Regions from separate parts of the Mus musculus genome. Here region 1 is linked to region 2. A link is a contact called in public Hi-C data. All regions are on one chromosome and are shown on one strand. The core of a region is the stretch at or near the end of the contact, and the rest is flanking DNA. Distances in the headings are between cores, read along the strand shown.

Region 1 (6,837 bases), core at 3,736-6,235, 65 kb before region 2:
TGTCTCTGTCTCTCTTCTGTGTGTGTGTGTGTCATAATCTTATGTGTATGGGTGTTTTGCCTGCGTGCATGTCTGTGCACCACGTGTAGACCTAGTGTGCACATCATCCAGGTAGGCATCGGGTCCCCTGGGACTGGAGTTAGACTGCTGTTAGCTTCCATTGGGTGCTGGACCAGTGCTCTTAACCACAAGTCATCTCTCCAGCCCCTGGCTCTCATTCTTTCTGGAGCTTCATCTTCCCCTCTCGCAGTCGGTAGCCATGACATGGGGCTGCTGGGGCTGAGGCTTACTTCTTTCTCACGTTGCTTGCCTGTCTTTCCCTCTACGAGCTCAGGCATCCTGTTATTACCTCTCTGAGTCCTGCACCTCTTCCTCAGTTTCTTCATTTGGAAGAGTCCATCTTTCCTTATCATGAATCTTTTACTTCACATCATCTTGTGGAGTTAACTTCTAATTCATTTTTAACAAGTGCCCCACTACAACCATTTGGAAAGCAATTTGGTAGTCACTTATAGTGACAAATATAGTGTGTGGATGAGTGATATCACTGCTACATATTGATTCAGGAAAAATAAAAATAAGCACTCTTAGCAGCTTCGTTTCTAATACCCTCAACCTGGGAACAACAGGGACACTCAGCAGCAGGTAACTATATAAACACTGCACAGCCACACAGTGGAGTACCGCACAGCAGTGAAAAGTGGAGCAAATTAAACTGTCAGTACGTGCAATAACATGAACGATCCTTGTAAAAAACACTTATTAAAGTGAAGAATCCAGGTGGGAAGTAAAATATTATGCACAATTCTAGAAAAGGCTGAAAGCCAACCAGTGGTTGCCTAGCATCTATGAGCAGGCGTATAAGTTTCTGTTGTTGTGATAAAACATCATGACCAAGGCAGCCTCTGGAAGAACAAGCTTATTTGGGTCTACGGTTCCAGAGGATTAGAGTCTACCATGGTGGGATAAAGGCCCCGCAGCATGAGCAGGAAGCGGAGGGCTCACATCTTCAACCACAGGCATGGAGCAAAGAGAGCAAACTTGACATGGTACATCTCACCTCCAGTGACATACTTCCTCTAACAGGACCACATCTCCTAAGCCTCCCAAAGAGACTGACCAATGGAGGACCAGGCATTCAAAATCCCAAGACTATAAAGGACTTTTCTCATTCAAACTCTCACAGTGGGCTAGGGAATTAGGTATGGCAGCATCAGGAAGGGGAGAACTCTCAGGGATGAGTCTCTAGATTTTGATTGTGATGGTTGTTACAAGGATGTGTGCTTTTGTTAAAGCATGTGTGTGTGTGTGAGAGAGAGAGAGAGATATGTTATATCTATGTGTTATCTATGTGTTATGCATATGATATATATACATACATATATGAAGTGTGTATATTTCTTATTGTATATAAACTCTACTTCAGCAAAGTTAATTTTTACAAAGTCACTTCCAATTCTTTGCCCATCTCATCAGGAAATGAACCTTCCATTCCTTCTGCCTGATTCTGGTTGGTTCAGGATTGCTTCCACTGAGAGTGCACAGCCGAATGACTGTCACTTCTGGAACTGGGTCAAAGTAGATCGTGCAGATTGTTCCGGTTCTTTTGGGATACTTGCTCTGGAGGGAGTAAACTTTCACACAATCCTATCTCCTACGGGATAACCTTGCCAGAGAGTCACAGTATAGGCATTGTGAATAGTCATTCAGCGATCATTCTGTGGGCTAGAAGATGTCTAGAAACCATATTCTAGCCCACAGAATGCCAGACACATGAGTGATGTCATGTTGGACCCTCCCCTCCGGCCTCTCCATCGGCTTGGTTTTGCTGAAATGATCTCAAGCTTGTACATGAGGAACTATGGGATCAGGGGAGACCTAATAAGTTATTATTTTAAACCACTGAGTTTTAATAGTGTATTAGTTACTTATTATGGTAGAAAACTACTCTAAACATAGTGACTCATTTATTACCTCACAGTTTCTGTGAGAGAAGGAGGAGTCTGGGAGCTGTTTGAACAGTTTGAGCTCAGCGTAGCTCATGAGGTCAGATGTCGGGCAGATTCTGTATTTGCCTGGGGGAGCTTTGGGTCTAGGTGGAAAAAAACAGAAGAGTAAAGTTTCTTCACATTGAAGAACCCTTGAAGAGAGTGAGGCAAACAGACTGCCTTGGGAAACCTAGACCTGTCTTAAGGGCTGGGAGCAAGCCTAGAGGAAATGACCAAGTTGGTTTGGTGTGCTGGCTGGAGCGTGGCAGATACAAAGACCCAGTAGTGAGAGCACTGAGTCTCTAGTGACACTAAAGGCATTTTCTATGGCTAGATGATGAGACCCCAGAGGTGAGAGAGGAGTGTGATGCGGTGGAGGCGAAGCAAGCAGGAACCATCACACCAGGTCCTGTAAGTTGTGCAGAGAGAGCTTGCTTGTTGACAAAACCCTGGCTGGTGTAGAGGAGGGTGGGAGAGGTCAGGGTGAGGCTGGGTTCCAAGATGAACTTCACTGACCTCAGTTCCAGTTTTTATTTTGCTAAGGGCCTCCCATTTGGATCCTGTTTCTGGTCCACGGCGTATGGGCGGCAGTGCCTGGAAAAACCATGACTTCATCTCCCTGGCTCCACCTGTGAGCTTGCCTAATCTCTTCAGGCTTCCGTGACACAGGTGAGATGCTCACTCCCACACTGGGAGGCAGCCTATGAAAGCTGCTCCCAGCACAGCATCAGCACAGTATTAAAAGAATTAGGACATATTCATAGCTCTACCTCACATCTGGGGAATGAGGCAGAGGCAATTACAACTCTCATCTTTTCAGCACTGTATTCATTTGCAGACAGAAACATAAATAGGTATTTTTTTTAGGAATATGCCTCCCATATTAGCAAACCCAGTCTTGTGCACTATGTTTTGAAACCAGAGGAAACGGGAGTTTGTGGTCTGTTCCTTCCACCTCATGTGGATTTCAGTATACTGTTTACTTTTTACGCAGCATCCTAGCTGAGAAGACCATGGCCAATGAGCCATACTATATGCTATTCCAGTGAAATGAGATGCCCAGGAAAGGCAAATCCATGTAGACTTCTGCTGTGGGGCCTCCGTCAGGGCAACCGCATGGAGAGAGGCTGTCCAGGTGAACATAGAGAATCTAAGAGCCACTGAATGGTACAGAAGAGCAAATGCTTTTGGGTCCTGATGTTGAAAGGTCCTTCTTTGGCTCAGCTCATCTATTAGTGAGGATGGCCTTTGTTGTCAAGCAGCTATGTTGAGGAAATGCCCCCCCCCACACTCCCACCCCCGTATTGGCATGGCCAACAGTCCAAAGGATATAGTTCACCTTCATTCATAAAATGAATCCATTAGGGGTTCCTTACAGAAAGGTGGATGACTCTTGGCTGGCTGAGTTTCCCCAAAATTGCTGCTCACCCTGCCCCCACTCCCTAAGCCCCCATTTTAATATATCTCCAAGTCACAGAGGCCATGATGTAAATTTGAGTCTGGATTGCTCCCCAGTGTTAAATAAATGGTAGCTACAGACAGAGGTGGTATAAGCTACAGGCAAAACCAGACTCTGGGAAAGATGGGCACACTCCATCCTTGCCCTGAGCTAGGATTCTGCTGGCCTTGCCAAACCTGGGAGGCGTGGGTTATTTTTTATTGCATGTGCTAGAAAACAGCTAAATAGTAGTTTGCTGCAAGTCGGGGTGACTCTGGCTAAGACGGGGAGCAAAGGCAGTATTAGCCAGCCTTCATCTTTACTGCCCCTTCCTTAAGACAGATCCTCGTCTTCTGACTTGATTGAAGATCTGACTGCATGTCCCATCTAGCTTTCTTGACCCCAGTTCTTTCTCTGCATTGTGCCAGAGACTCCATCCCTTGTTTATAATCTCTGTGGCTTCCCACAGGGCCAGGAGCAAAGAGTTCCGGATGTGACTGGTAAGGCTCTTGGCCATCTTGCTTACGCAGTCATGAAAGTCACCCTGGCCCATGCTGCGGTTAACAACTGGCATCCTCTAGATGGGCATCCTAAGTTGGGGTCTGTGTGTGAGTAGCTTTATTGGGAGGTACTCTCCAAAAGTTAGGAGAATGGGGAAACAAGAAAGGTAGAGATGGCAGAGTTTGTTGATGAACAAGTTCTCTAGAGACTGGATAAAAAGGGGTTGGTTTTGATAGGACTCTGGGACATAGCTCAGTAGGCTGGGTAGTTAGGTCACACTCACCATGTGCTGGAGACTGCTCCCGAGGGTGCTGACTGTGAGATGCTTAGAGCGTGCAGAGGCCAACTATGCCCTTGTACCTCGTGGGCCAGGGAGGTCTGTAACCAGCACTGCCAGAAGTGGTTGCTAGAAGAAGCCCTTAGCTTGCATGGTGAATTCAAAGAAAAATATGTGTGTGGGAGGGCGGGGGTTGGGGGATGAGGGAGCCCACCACAACGCTCAGAACCGGCTTCTCCCTTCTGTAGTGTTCCTGGTCTTATGACAGCTGTGTGTAAAATTACTCATTTTTGGTTAGTATATTAAAATAATGGGTTTCATTGTGACATTTTGTATTCACACACACACACACACACACACACACACACAGAGATTATATACATATACACTGCCCCTGCTCATGTAGACCTGGCTCCCCTGGAACTCGCCCTATAGACCAGGTTGGCCTCGAACTCACAGAGATCTCCCTGCTTCTGCCTCCTGAGTGCTGGGATTAAAGCTGTGTGCCACAACCATCTGGCCTAAACTGGAACTCTGTATCCTTCTACCTCTACCTCCAGGTGCTGAGATTACAGACGAATCAGAGTGTGCCGGCGTGTCTGGCACTGCCTACTGGTCCCTCAATGTCTGGTGCCACTATTAACTCAAATCAAGCCAGAAGTAGACTGCCAAAGACCCCCTCATGCCTGAATGACCCCAAATGTCCTTGGAGCACAGTTGCTGAGCAGCCCACTGCATCTTGAGTATCATTGGACAACCCGGCCGGCATGATATGTCTGGAAATGAACCCTGAGTTATACCGTGAGCATCGGGCTGGCAGCCACTGAGCTGCGGAAGTGATCAGAGCATGGCCCGGTGGCTTGAAAGAGGTGCTGAGCAGTTTGAGAGTGCCCAGAGCAGGAAGGGTAGGGACCGTGACAACAGAGGAGAGTTGATAAAAGGAGCCAGGAAAGGGAACATGAAAAATCCCACAGGCCTGTCCAGTCTTCTAGGCACAAGGTCTTAAGACCCTGGGCTGAGATTTTGTAACACTGGCCACTGCTAAGGGCTAAGGAGATAACCAAAGCCCCCACAGAGACTAACAGTAGAGGGCGCCACTTCCTACTACTCCCCCAGCTCAGCTACTGCTCTCTGCTGTCATATCCCGAGGGCGACAAAGGCTCCTGGAGACAAGCAGTTGAAGTCTGTTGCATACAGGTGATTTCCATCAACTAGAACGAAACAAAATCAAAAACCTTCCAACTAGCCAGGTAGCCTGTGCTACTGAAAGTAGGCAAGGAAGGCCACACAAGGGTAAGTTCTTTGGGTCTAAAGTACGGTAATAGAGGGGACAGCACAGGGGGAGAGCTGACTGAGGGAGACTGGGCAGCCTCTTTAGTAATTTTGTATTTTTCTGCAAGCCTAAGAGCAATCACCACGTTGTGCTTGAGTTCGAGAAAACGATCTATAAAGGCAAGCAGGCTCAGCCAGTGCCGTTAGAGAGGCTTTCAGCTGTCTGGCTGTATAACCAAGAACAGGTGGGGCGGATGAGGCTGGTGTCAGAGAGATTAGCCTCCTTCTGTGAGCACCAGGGCTTTCTCAGCCCAAAGCAAGACCAAGAAAGACCAATGAGGAAAGATTGGGTTTGGGGTGAGGACTGGAGGCTGGGAGGCAAGACGGGAGGAAAGAGTGCAGAGCCAACGTGGCTAACAAACTTCTGGCCTGTGTGTGACAGTTTTGATATGGAGTCACTAGACTGGTCAGGGGCAGGACCCACTAAACTAACCAGTCTAGTGGGCAGGAGCCACGTTAGTGAGTGGATTATAAAATGTTTATGTCCTTTTTTTTCTTTTGAGACAGGGATATCTCTACATAGCCCAGACTGTCCTGGAATTCATGGTTTTTTACATGTGTCAAAATTCATGATTATTATATGTGTGAAGAAATCTTCACCATGTATCTTCCAAAGGAAATAGTTGTGTATGGCACATAGAACATTTATATCCCCAAACAGTACCTTCCTTCCTACCACCCTACGTCCACCTTTCTTCACAAATTCTGTCCCACTGACTGACCGCATTTGAGAAGAAATGCTCGATTACTTTTCATTTGCATAACTCCCCTCTCCAGGTGGTTGTTAGAAGTTGGCAGGCTTCCATAAGTATGGGGCCATGACCTCTAAGGCTTAAACCAATACTTCCCAACCAGAGTGACTTTTGTCTCCTAGTGCCCATGTGGCAATATCTATAGATGTTGAACACTGTCATGACTGAGCAGGGGGAAGCGGGCATTCTCATAAATATCCCACAATGCACAGGGCAGTTTTCCACAGCAGCTGCTCTGAGGTTAAGCCCCTGGTTTAGACAGACCAGTTACACAAGAGCCCCGATTGTTATGAGCTAGCAGAGAATGAAGGGGAAAAACTGTTGCATGTCATTTACCCGATCCACACCTGGTCCTACAAACCGCCAGAGGTTTGCTCTGAGGGAGGGTTAGCCATTGGAATGTGTCCCACCAACGTGGAATAGTGGGCTTGGAACGACTTCGGTGAGGCCCTTGCATCATCAGAATTTAATGTGATTGCAAGCAGTGTCAAGAGACATATGATTTACCTGCTCTTCCATCTTTTTTTTTTTTAAAAGGCTGTCCTAAGG
Region 2 (6,199 bases), core at 885-3,384:
TTAAAGTCATGGGACTGTCAGAACAATTTGCTTTTGTTCTGAAAAAAAAAAAAAAAAAAAAAAAACCTCATCATGTGAGAGCCACTGCTGACCTGCGTTTCCCTCCTCTCTCTCGGGGATCAAGGCCTGGTCTGACATACCAACCGCTTTGCAGGAAAGCCGAGGATGGCGCCTGATTCCCTTCTACTGGCAGAGCATCCTGGGAAAGAGATTCTTTAAGTACCCAAGGTTTTAACCCGAGGGTTGGTCAGCAAGATGATGGACTGAGGTTGCGTCTGTAAATCCAGCCTTCCTCTTTGCTATTAGCAGAAGCAGGTGTTACTTATGGTCTTCGATTCACTCTTCAATTTAATATCTGGACAACTGACAGGAGGAGCACTCACTCTTACAGATGAGCCATGGCAGGGATGACAGGCAGGAAATGCCAACCAAGCAGTCCCTGTTCAAAGCTCTCCAGTTTCCCATCTGGGTTGCTGTTCCTGGGGCTTCACAGGTGCTCTAGTTATTTTTTGCTGCTCAGAACAAAGGAACTTGGGGAAGAAAAGTTTTGTTTGGCTAACATGTCCTGATCACAGTTCATCATTGAGGGAAGTCAGAACAGGAACTAGAACAGGGCAAGCACCTGGAGGCAGGAGCTGATGCAGAGGCTATGGAGGGGTGCTGCTTACTTGCTTGATCCACCTTGGGTTGCTCGGCCTGCTGTCTTATAGAACCCACAGAATGTGTGGGCGGGTGGGGGAGGGGTTATGGGACATGGCCATAGCGGGCTCAGCCTTCCCACATTAATACTTCCCGGAGACATACCCACAGGCCAATCTCATGGAGGCAAGTTCTCTATTGAGGTTCCTCCTGCCTAGGTGACTCTATTTTGTGTCAAGTTTACAAAACCAACCATCAGATTGTGTGTCACCTGTAGTGTCCTATACAGAGCTTTCTAATATCTCACTCTGGAAAACAAAGCTCAGTTCTCGTGAAGTAGAAGCCCCACCAACCTGGGTTTCTTTATTTCCTACAAATACTTGATATTTTTCATTCCAATGTGAGTGGCAGGTGACCTGGGCCCAAAGTTCTCAGAACCCAAACCTTACCTAGAAATAGGCGGGTGGCGAATGAACAGGGCTGAGTTTGAGATGGATTGTAATAGTCGGAGTCAGGGGCTAATAGAGCACACCAGAGGGACTCCAACCTGACCTAGAGTAGTTAGAGAAGGCATGGAGCACAGTAAGCAGCAGTTAAGTCAGGGCCTGGAAGGAAAGGATATAGCAAAGACCCAATGACAAGAGGAGCTAGAAGTGTTCAGCCTGGGGCTATGAAGGGAAAGACTTTGGGGAAGAAGTAGGTGTGAGTTCCCAGACCATCATAAGGACTTTAAGCTTCACCTATTGGATCGTGGAACAGGATGGCAAAGTGTTTCCAGCCTGGTGTATGGATTGGTGGGAGCTGAGTTGTGGAACAATCACTTGGCAGCACGTAGAACATGGGTGGGAGGCTGGACACGAGGATGCTTCCACTCACCACTGGGATGCTTCTATGAATCAGTGATTTCCTATGAACACAGGAATATTCTTCTCACTTCCCTTCACTTAGAGATTACTATCTCCCTCCTTACAGAGCCATGTTCCTCAGAGGACGCCACACCTTACAGCCACAGCCAGTGGTCCCTTTATGCTTAAGGAGAGAATGATGGTCCACCAACAGCAAGCTTTATTTTGCCACCTTGTTTTGAGGAGTCCATGTGGAAATGGCACTGAAGAAGATGCCAGTGACAGGGTGATCTATTCTGTCAAAACAATTGGCAAATGTCAGTCTCACTTGATGGCAAAAGCCTTCTTTGGGCTCAGTCCCTTTGTTTGTAAGAACAAAGGATCTACCTCAGCATCATTCTGTGGGGAAGCAGAAGAAGTAGCAGGCACAGTGGAAGTAGCCATGAAACACCGACTTCCTTCTCCTGTTACCTGCCCCTCCTTACTGCTGTTTCATCTCAGATTGAGAGCAAGACCCTTCCAGTCCTTACAATAACCAATGCAGTGTGGACCACTTCCTCCCTGGCCCGCTCTTCCTGTTATCCTAGCTTACTCTGTGGTGACTGGCCCTAGCCAATTTGTGGGTTTCACTCCCATCTCGGGGTGCTTTGATATCTGCATAGTATATCTCTTCATCTTTCTCAGTTCCTGTTCAAATGTCATGTCAGTGAGGCCTACCTCAACCAACTCCTCTTATCTCACAGGATGATTCAACTTTCTGTCCAGCCTTCTCTTTCACAGCTCTGTCACCTGGAGATATTACAGTCTAATTATTTAGACTTTAGAAATTTTACAGAACTATTTGTATGGTTTACTGCAACCCCGACTCTTGCCGGTTACATGTAACTACACAGTCAGGAAGTTTTCCTTCCCTTCCTCCTTGCTGCCTTGCTAGTGTGCACAAGAGTGCTGGGCTCTCAACTGGTTGGCTGAGGGAATGAATCAATCGCTTAGCTCCTAGCTAACTGCTGTCTGAAATAGTGGGAGCAGGCATGTGGTACTGAGGAGTCTCAACTGCCCTCCAGTCAGCCTCACACAATCAGACTGGATAGCGATTCCTGACTATTCACCTCGAAGGAGAGGAGAGTTCCAGTCCTGCACTGCATTTGGGAAATGAGAAAATCCCCCTCTACCTTGTTAACAGCCTTTCTTAAGAGGTACCTTTGTTTGAGTCCTTAGACATCAGGACATGCCACTGGTTAGCATGCATTTTTCCCCCCCTTGGATGTGTGGAAACCAACATTTCTACCTGTGGCAGATCTTCTCATTTCTACTGTGAGACTATCAAATTTGTTTTTCTCATCCTGTCCCAACTCCTGAAACATAGAAGCAACCTCTTTCTGAACCAAATGGCAATACAAGGAAGGCCTCACTGAGACAGTGGTCAGTATGGGACCTAAGTCCAACCTTTGGGATCTGACAAGGTTGCTGTGTGTAAAAGAAGGGAAGAACTGAGAAGACTGTGTCTTGATGACAGTGTGTGTTGAAACTGGTTGGCTGGCTGATTGACTCATTTACTATATTTATTCCTATTCAGAGACACATAGTAAAATAGGGGCCTGAGAGCAATTATAATAGTTGATTATTCTCTCTCTCTCTCCTCTCTCTCTCTCAATAACATATAACATTCACTATTGCAATTGTATGTGGGTAAAAGGCATAGATTTCCACATTTATTGATGAAATATACATTCGCACGCACATACACATTTGGATGAAGAAGAGGCTTTTGAATAAGCTAGGCTTCTGCTGCAAATATGAAACTTTAGTGGCTTCTAACAATAAATGTTTGTTTCTTTCTGCCATAGCTGTGGGTCAGCCAAAATGACCCTGTTTCAGGTGGGTCAGGTTCAAGTCTGTTACAAGAAGGACATGAAACATTAGGAGCGAGAATTTAATGTATTAATGGTCTTACCTCTGCCTATGAAAGTTAGCCTCATGGAGATGGTAACTCTGATCTGCTTTGAAGGATGAACAGTTTCTAAGGCAGAAAGGCAGGCTATAGCTGTCTTAGTTAGGGTTTTACTGCTGTGAACAGACACCATGACCAAGGCAAGTCTTATAAAAAACATTTAATTGGGGCTGGCTTACAGGTTCAGAGGTTCAGTCCATTATCATAAAGGTGGGGGCATGGCAGTATCCAGGCAGGAATGGTGCAGGAGGAGCTGAGAGTTCTGTGTCTTCATCCAAAGGCTGCTAGTGGAAGACTGACTTCCAGGCAACTAGGGTGAAGATCTTATACCCACACCCACAGTGACACACCCATTCCAACCAGGTCACACCTATTCCAACAAGGCCACACCTTCAGATGGTGCCACTCCCTGGTCCAAGGATATACAAACCATCACAATAGCATATGCATATACATGAAAAATTTAAAAGAGGACATTTGACATAATGTATTCAAATACATTTGTATATGTGTCTGTATATACATGCGTGTATATGTGTGTATGTGTATATATATATGTGTATATGTGTGTGTGTGTGTGTGTGTGTGTGTGTGTGTGATCTATCTCTGTCTCTCTTCCACAAAAAAAAAACAAGAAAAAAAAGTGAAAGTCAAAACAAACTAATAAAAGAAATCATTAAAAACAAAAACAAAACAAGAACAAAAAAAGTGCACCAAAAAAAGTTGGAATCCCTTTTGATCAAGCAGTCTTTCTGTTGTTGTTTTGTTTTGTATTTTAATTTGGTAATTTGAGACAGGGTTTCTCTGTGTAGACCTGGCTGACCTGGAACTCACTCTGTAGACGGGGGTGGGGTGGGGGGTGGTTCTTTGAATTTTGAGATCCACCTGCCTCTACCTCTGCCTTCCAAGCTCTGGGATTAAAGTCAGGTGCTGCCACCACCGCCACCAGCACAATCTTACTTAGAAGCAAAAGAACGGACTCAAAGGGAGCAAGAATGTGTTTTCACTGGCTAGTCTTGGTACAGGATGCAAGAAGGATTCTTTTTATATTCGATGCTTTACTTGATTATAGTCTGCAAAGGACACCCTAATGTTGAGTATAAAGGAGCAGATAAAACCTCTGGTAGACTAACTCAGTTAATGGCTTACAGCTAGCAGGCTAATGGTAGCTGTGCAGTAGTTCTGTTTTGCAAGGTATCTATGCATAACCTTTACTCACTTGTGTACACACTGTCTTTTCTTCTTAAATGAGTCTGCTTTAAGAATTACTAAAGCCTACGGCTTTGAGCGTCTAGATTTGTCAAAAGACCTCTAGCCGAGAGTAAGTCGTCTCTAAAATCTTGCCTCATGGCATTCTTCAGATTTCCTCCTCTTATTTTACCCATCTTTAGAATTCCTCAAGGCAAATAGGATTCTTACCTATCACGTGATTCAAAAGGGCTGACCTGGGATGATGGGATGTTTTGAAACTCTCTTTCTTCCTTTCCCCCAGTTTATATGTACATATCAATAAGTGTTCAGAAATGAAGAAAGACATGCTTGGCAGGTTCCTCCAGGCCCAGTGAAGGTTAGCGGTGCAGCCTAAAGAGCAGGAACTACAGTCCTATTCTAGTTCTGCCCTTGGTGAGTTCTGCTGCATTGCAGAATACAGAGTCACACCAGTGGAATGCTTCAAATCTTTAATTCCCATTTCTTTCCCACAATTCTTTGACGCCCTCAGTCTCACCGCCCTGGTCCTGCTGAATTCCAGCATCATTTTTTAGGCCAGGAATTTCTAGAGCAAGAACCCCCACTGCTCAGGTAGGTTGCTAAACATTGGCAGGCATCTTTGTGTGCTCCATCTCTGTGGTCTAGAATTGGAGAGAAGCATGTTTCTGACACATTGACCTTGAGCTCAGGAAGCTGGCAGAACTGGTTTTCTCAGTGCAAAACCCTCACTGAAAAATGTACCACTAAAATTCTTCGCATTGACTGGAGTTTGTTGTCTCATGATCCTCCAGGTTAAGGATGCAGCAAGGAGGCTGTTGCTCAAGATGGTGATGAGGGTGGAGATACTGTGTCTAAGACTGGTCCAGAGAAGGTGCACTGAAGGAATTCTGCTAAAGACCCAAGCAAGGCATGCATCCTCCTCCTGAGACCTGTTCATCCTACAGACCGCTGCTACCTTGAGGGACCTTGCTGTCACGACTTTGATGTCATCTGCCTAAAATTTTTGTGGAGCCCAGATAAGACTTTCACCACCAAATAAGATACCATTTACTTTTGCATCCTGTAATCATCCTGGCTGTAGTCTCAGCTGTTTTTTGCCGAGAATCCCAAGCTACATTTGTTACAATTGTTCCTTTTGTGGAAGCTGTGCTCCAAAATGATCGACTTAAGTTTCCTGACAGAGGAGGAGCAAGACGCCATCTTAAAGGTTCTGCAGAGGGATGCTGCCCTGAAGAGGGCTGAAGAGGAGAGAGTCAGGTAAGAGGCCAGAAAGGTGCTCGGGTGTGAAGGAAAGAAAGAGGCAGTCTGCAGAAAATAGAACTGTTTTCTTCTCAGGCATAACTGGTAGTTTGTCTTGCAGCCTAAACTTACACATTCCAATTTTAGATTAACTTCCTGGACAGAAGTTTCCCTCCTGATGTTTCTTAATTTCCCTACTGTGCTCCCAGCAGAAACAAGGTCTCAATGAAAAACTTTGGCTAGGCGTGCTGCACATATGTGTAGTTCAAGTTACTCAGGAGAGTGAGGAAGGGAGCACTCTAGCTCACAGTTTGAG

The links. Hi-C and Micro-C count contacts between places; a contact is called where the count stands out from the background.
Region 1: a Hi-C map of CD8 T cells shows a contact between it and region 2, with 2.4 times the contacts expected there. The contact joins two enhancer-like sites. A contact is called at or near these places in 9 of 484 Hi-C or Micro-C datasets (CD8 T cells, DN3 thymocytes, bone marrow-derived DN3 thymocytes and 4 more), 5 of 115 datasets of contacts at active chromatin or transcription factors (CD4 single positive thymocytes, CD8 T cells, embryonic stem cells and 2 more) and 3 of 9 other capture datasets (adipose tissue, liver and pancreatic islet).

Annotation. Positions count from the first base shown.
Region 1 is chr7:90,275,381-90,282,217 of GRCm38.p6, forward strand. No RefSeq gene overlaps it. Among named protein-coding and RNA genes, the nearest start is that of Ccdc83, 13 kb to the left of the region's middle. Within about 2 kb of position 4,986, at least 33 of the 459 cell types and tissues checked have an H3K27ac peak or open chromatin away from gene starts, as enhancers often do. A contact at or near this core is called in CD8 T cells and DN3 thymocytes, where this site is marked.
Region 2 is chr7:90,342,992-90,349,190 of GRCm38.p6, forward strand. It overlaps Sytl2 (synaptotagmin-like 2), which reads left to right. Exons shown (of 20, transcript NM_001368878.1): 2 at 5,436-5,901. The coding sequence starts at 5,801. Among named protein-coding and RNA genes, the nearest start is that of Sytl2, 44 kb to the left of the region's middle. Within about 2 kb of position 2,135, at least 37 of the 459 cell types and tissues checked have an H3K27ac peak or open chromatin away from gene starts, as enhancers often do. A contact at or near this core is called in CD8 T cells and DN3 thymocytes, where this site is marked.